Linked DNA regions of Mus musculus: region 2 is linked to region 1. The links are chromatin contacts, called in public HiChIP or PLAC-seq maps. All regions are on one chromosome and are shown on one strand. The core of a region is the stretch at or near the end of the contact, and the rest is flanking DNA. Distances in the headings are between cores, read along the strand shown.

Region 1 (2,993 bases), core at 457-2,956:
GATAGGAGAGTAAAAGAAAGCACGAGTAATAAATAATACTTAGGGTTGTAAGAACACCAGTAAATCCCATCCATATACATGTTACCATGAGGCAGGCTGTGCAGGCACTACTTGTCATCATGGAGAGACCATGACTGGGCATGATCGGTAAGGCAGCATGCATATCACTTCCTCTGTCCTCATCTTCAGAGATCTTCCTTAGAAGAACTGATTAATTGTAACTCTGTCTTGTTTTCACATTCTTGTCTAGCTCTAGAAACTGCCAGTCCATCCAAGGTATGGTCTTTGCCTCTTTTCATTCCTGTGTTCTTTAGAACTGACTTGTGCATAGGCAGGAGGCTATGTGTTTTTGTTTGTTTGTTTGTTTGTTTTTATAAATAGACAGAAGGGCAATTTTTATCAACAGTCAGAAAGGAAATGTTCCAAAGTTTATGAGCAAATTTGAAGAGATGGGCTCATGGAATAAGTCTTAGATAGAGTTGAACTGTGGTAGAGAAAGAAGGGGAGAACAGAGTGCAAGGGACACACGGACCCGAGAGAAGACTGTCCACCCTGCTGGAGGCGTCACATGGCTTCCTGGTGCTTTGCAGGATCCTCCAGGCCTCGGCACCACTGACAAGAAGTTTGGATTCAGTCATCATCCAGTCATTTCATTCTAAGTTTTAGCTCTACTACAGAACATGATCTCCAGTGAACAAAGCAGAAAAATCAGAGCCTATGTGTCAAGGCGTCTATCATATAGGGTCCTCGGGTAAGTGCTTTCTTCTGTTTCTGTCAATAGCAATTGCCCAGCAAGTAACATGGCATCTTTGGAGGACAGGAGAGTTCAGTGGTCAGCAGTGTCCAGGTAATAAGTTCTACACAGCTTTCCATATCTCTATGGAAGCTTTAGTAACTCTGTTACTGTGGTGGGACCAGGAGGTGGCTAGTATCACGTTGTAGAGTGTCCTTCTAGCCCATTCTCCTGTGTGGATGAAGGTATTGCAGGGTACACTTCACAGACTGCTCTGCTATATCAGAAGCATCATCTTAGGTCTTCATGTTTAAGAACCTTTCTAGTTCAGAGGGCCCATAAGACTCTTATTTTCTATATTAGATATTTTCTTTATTTACATTTTCAATGTTATCTCTTTTTCTAGTTTCCTCTCCTAAAATCCCCTATCCACTCCCCCTCCCCCTGCTCCCCAACCCACCCATTCCAGATTTCTGGCCCTGGCATTCCCTTATATATCTTGCAAGAACAAGAGCCTCTCCTCCCATTGATGACTAGGCCATCCTCTGCTACATATGCAACTAGAGACATGAGTCCCACCATGTGTTTTCTTTGATTGGTGGTTTAGTCCCAGGGAGCTCTGGGGGTACTGGTTAGTTCATATTGTTGTTCCTCCTATAGGGCTGCAAACACCTTCAGCTCCTTGGGTACTTTCTCTAGTTCCTTCAATGTGAACCCTGTGCTCTGTCCAATGGATGACCGTGAGCATCTACTTCTGTATTTGCCAGGCACTGGCAGAGCCTCTCAGGAGAGAGCTATATCAGGCTCCTGTCAGCAAATCTTGTTGGCATCTGCAATAGTGTCTGAGTTTGGTGGTTTTTTATGGGGTGGATCCCCAGGTGGGGCAGTCTTAGAGACGTTTCTCTCTTGTCTTAATCATCTCTTCTTCCAGCTGCCTTTATCATAAATGCTCCTTGAGGTCCAGGCCTTCTTGTTTTGCACACTAGAGGGTAGTGTTGAGCCTCTTTAGAAATTCCTGCACTTGGGACAGAGGGGGGAAAAATCTGATGGATTACCCTTTCTTTTTTTGTAAATCAAAGAGGGCTAAGGGCCCAACAGCTGCTTCTCTTATATAAAAACCACCCTGATGGGCAGGATTTTGCACATAATCCCTGAATCCAGAAGTTCTTGAAAGCCATAGTTCATCTTCTCTTCTAAAATGTCTCTACTTCCATACCTAAAGGACTAAGCCCTCAAGTTGCATTTCTACAGGCTTGTGACTGGAAGCAACCCGGGGAGGGGAGGAAAGAGAGAGAGAGAGAGACAGAGAGAGACAGAGAGAGACTGAGAGAGACAGAGAGACAGAGAGAGACAGAGAGAGACAGAGAGAGACAGAGAGACAGAGAGAGAGACAGAGACAGAGAGACAGAGAGACAGAGAGACAGAGACAGAGACAGACAGACAGACAGACAGACAGAGACAGGCAGGCAGGCAGGCAGACTTTCCTTGTTTTGCTCTACATGAAGTATAACGGTGGGTGAAATAGAGTGGAAACTGATAAACTCCGTTGTATACAAGCTTCTGCATGAACACAAGTGTTTCTTTAACTATACCCAACTCTAGCCATTCTGCCTCTATCTCCGGTTCAAGAGTCTGTGCAAACTCCCTTTGGATAACCTTACATGTAGGCTCACCTACAACAGTCCTAGTTTATGTCTTTTCCTGTGGCATTCATTAATAGTCTTTTCATACACTTCCGTACAAGTCCCAGCTTGATCTATCAATTACATGACAACCAAGCTCTGAGTCAAATACGTTGGATCTGGACTCCAGCTATACTGTTCACAAGCTGTGTGACCTTGGGCAAGTCATTCATTCTCTCTGGGTTTCAGTTTTGTTCTAATGTTGGTATGATCGTAAGAATGAAATTAGTCCAGTCCTACTTAAAGAATGGCTGGCACATATTTAACCCCTCAAAAGGAGCAGCAGTTGAAATGGACTCCCAGGAAGATTCACAGTGACTGGTGTGGGCAACATTGGTGTGAGAAACCATGAGAGCCGAGGGTCAATTCTATGGAGAAAGAAATCAAAAGTGGCCATTCCTCCTTGAGTGTTTACAGCAGTAAACCTAGTGTCATTGTCACCAGCAGTTTGTAAGAAATGCAGATTCCCTGGCCCAGTCCCAGGTGCTGGGAATCAGAATCTTGAGTACAGTACCCAATAAGTTCTCTATTACTCAGGTCTTCTGGGAAACTTAACATACACTACAAACATTGAGAAC
Region 2 (2,832 bases), core at 170-2,669, 700 kb after region 1:
GAAGTCAAGAAAACTTATGGGTAAGTTTTTTTTATTTTCCTGTTCAAACTCAAATCTAATGATACCATCACACAAGGTCAGAGGGAGAGAAGCTGACCACCCATAGCTATCGCCATATATACTGAATCGGGGATTCAACCAAGCAAGAATCCAAAACACATTTTGAAATGCATGTGTACTGAATACCCTTGTCGCTATCCCCTAAACAATATTGTTCACGGGCTTTTTTCATAGTGTTTACCTTGTATCCTAAGTAATGTAGAGATGACTTAAAGTATACAGGATGCTGTGTGGGGTTGTAGGCAAACCCCAACACATTGAGCAGCCACTGACTTCAGTATCCTCAGATTCTTGCAACCTGAGGCTGTCTAGGAACCAGTCCTTCACAGATACTGAGGGATGTATTTGGGCGACATAGGTATATCTGGGTGCCTGATTCAAGAAACTGGGAATGTGAGAAGGCAGACCAGTTGCTTTCCAATCTAGCTGAGACCCACCTTTCTTATTCCCAAGCACTTCATTCTTTCATCACATGGCTTCCCAGAATGCTTGGTCCTGCCCTGGCCTCATCCACTTTACTGGTCTTCTTAAGGAGATATTCATGGTAGCAGCTGGATGAGAGTAAATAATGTTTCCTTTGCCCATGGTTTAGAAGCTGTTGAAGCCATCATACACACAGTAATTCCAAAACAAGGTGTAACTGGGAAATCAATTATGAGCACATTTCCTGTGTTTACATTTATATATGTTAAGCCAACTTTGGATGATTCCAAGAAATCTGAGGAACATACTCCAAACTAAATTTTTGCTAAGGCAGTGAACAATCACTTAATGCTGGAACAATACAAAGAACACATGCATGACTTTCCTAAGCATGGCCAAATGATTCTTTATCAGCAGATACATGTGATTTCCCATTATCTAAAGCCAGGGCTGATGGCTCAGTTGGGAGTGTAGATGCCCAGCACAAGGTGTATCATTCGTGTTCAGACTGAGGCTTATAAGTCTAAGGCCAGGTTCAGTGAGAGACTGTGTCTCAATGGAATAAGGCCTCTGGGTATATACACTGGCATTCACTGGCGTAGGCACCATATATGATAAATAACTAAATAAATATAAAAATAAAGGCAGTGGAGGAGTGGCTAAGAAAGACAGCTTGTGCCTGTAAATCCCAACACGGAGGCGCTAAAGCAGGAGGATCCGGAGTTAGAGGCCAGCCTAGGGAATTCTGTCTGCTTCCAAAAAGGCAAAAACTCCTGCCAGGACTGGGTTAGCTGTTAACGTTCAACCTTTCATCTCAACTTGAAAACAGGAGAGCTACACTTTAAAGACCTCTTGACATTTCAGTCTTTCGAGAACACACTAAAGAGCTGTCGTAAGCCGAACTCCTCAACAATGGCTCCAGAAGAGCCCGGAAAAACTCTAACCGCAAGCATGTAAGGCTGTGCTTGCAGGACAATGGGGAAATGCTTAAGGAGGCATTGTATAAGCCAGCAGGGGAGAGTTCCTAACCACGTCCATTGGTCGATTGAAATTAGTTTTAGATAGTTGTAAATGTTCAGCCTGTCTTCCTACTTGTAAAGCCTTGGGCAAGTCACTTTTTAAAGAATTCTCTCTCTCTCTCTCTCTCTCTCTCTCTCCCTCTCTCTCTCTCCCTCTCTCTCTCTCCCTCTCTCTCTCTCTCCCTCTCTCTCTCTCCCTCTCTCTCTCTCTCTCCCTCTCTCTCTCCCTCCCACCCCCCTCTCTCCCTCAAGTAACAATACTAACTACTTTGTGTTGGGTCTTTTGTTTTTATTTTGAAAGCTGTGTCTCATTCTGTAACCCTGTCTCAATAGGCTTTCACTATAGAGACTAGGCTGGCCTTGAACTGACAGTAATCCACCTCCCCCTGCCTCTCATGTGCTGAGATTATAAGTACAAGCCACCACACTCAATTTTTCCTTAAGACAGGCTCGTGCTATGTAGCCTAGGCCGGCTTCAGATTCACAGGGATTCACCTGCCTGTGCCTCCCCAGCGCTGTGATGAAAGACATTAAGCCGCATCCTGCCGTGTTTTTGATTTTGAAATTAAAAACCGGATCAACCTTTTTATGTCATTTACTCTGCAACTCTGGATCCCACTTTAAAGTGTCTGAATTCTACAGGTAGCCCAATTTTCTGCCACTTGTTTATTGAGCAGGAATTAGGGTCATGAGGAACAACATAGGTGGTTAAATGCTGCATAATCTATTGAGCAAAACCAGACTCCTCGTAAACAGTCCTTACAAAAGGCCTGGCTGGGACCCAGAACCAACAAAACTGTGGAGTTTTGGTGTGGAGGATCATGTGTGAGATACAAGCACACTTCCAAGGTAGGGCACCCTTTAAGAAGGTAGCCTAGAGGTTGTGGATGGAAGCCCATATGGATAAACTGATACCCCAGAACCTAGAGAAGGAAAAGACACGCTCCAAATTAAGCCTGGTTGGCTGTGCTTGAGAATGTGGGTGTGGCCTAATCCCGTGAGGGTGGCTTTTATTTATTCTTGGTTTTGATGCGCTCGCATTAAATGGGCTCACAATGCACACACACACACACACACACACACGCATGTTATATGACTCCAACGTTCTACAAGTAGCTGGTGTCTGATTTCATGTTGTAAATTTAAGAGTAGGGTAGAGAGCCAATTTGTTTAAAATATTAAAAACACAGGGGGAAAATATGCCAGTAATATTTTTATAATGTCTTACTGACCTCAGTGGCCCTCTGCAACAAACATTTTTTATGAGTCTCTTTATTTGAGAGGCTGGTGATTACTCTAGGACCTGGTGCATGCTAACATTTCCTTTTTT

The links. HiChIP or PLAC-seq counts read pairs in DNA pulled down with a chosen protein or histone mark.
Region 2: a contact with region 1 is called in an H3K4me3 HiChIP or PLAC-seq map of bone marrow-derived macrophages, with 5 times the contacts expected there. The contact joins two enhancer-like sites. A contact is called at or near these places in 6 of 115 datasets of contacts at active chromatin or transcription factors (bone marrow-derived macrophages, embryonic basal ganglia, embryonic limb bud and 3 more) and 3 of 9 other capture datasets (embryonic stem cells, liver and macrophages).

What each region holds. Positions count from the first base shown.
Region 1 is chr10:87,647,560-87,650,552 of GRCm38.p6, forward strand. No RefSeq gene overlaps it. Among named protein-coding and RNA genes, the nearest start is that of Pah, 130 kb to the left of the region's middle. Within about 2 kb of position 1,707, at least 6 of the 459 cell types and tissues checked have an H3K27ac peak or open chromatin away from gene starts, as enhancers often do. A contact at or near this core is called in bone marrow-derived macrophages, where this site is marked.
Region 2 is chr10:88,348,597-88,351,428 of GRCm38.p6, forward strand. All of the region lies in intron 1 of Dram1 (DNA-damage regulated autophagy modulator 1), which reads right to left. Among named protein-coding and RNA genes, the nearest start is that of Dram1, 7.1 kb to the right of the region's middle. Within about 2 kb of position 1,420, at least 35 of the 459 cell types and tissues checked have an H3K27ac peak or open chromatin away from gene starts, as enhancers often do. A contact at or near this core is called in bone marrow-derived macrophages, where this site is marked.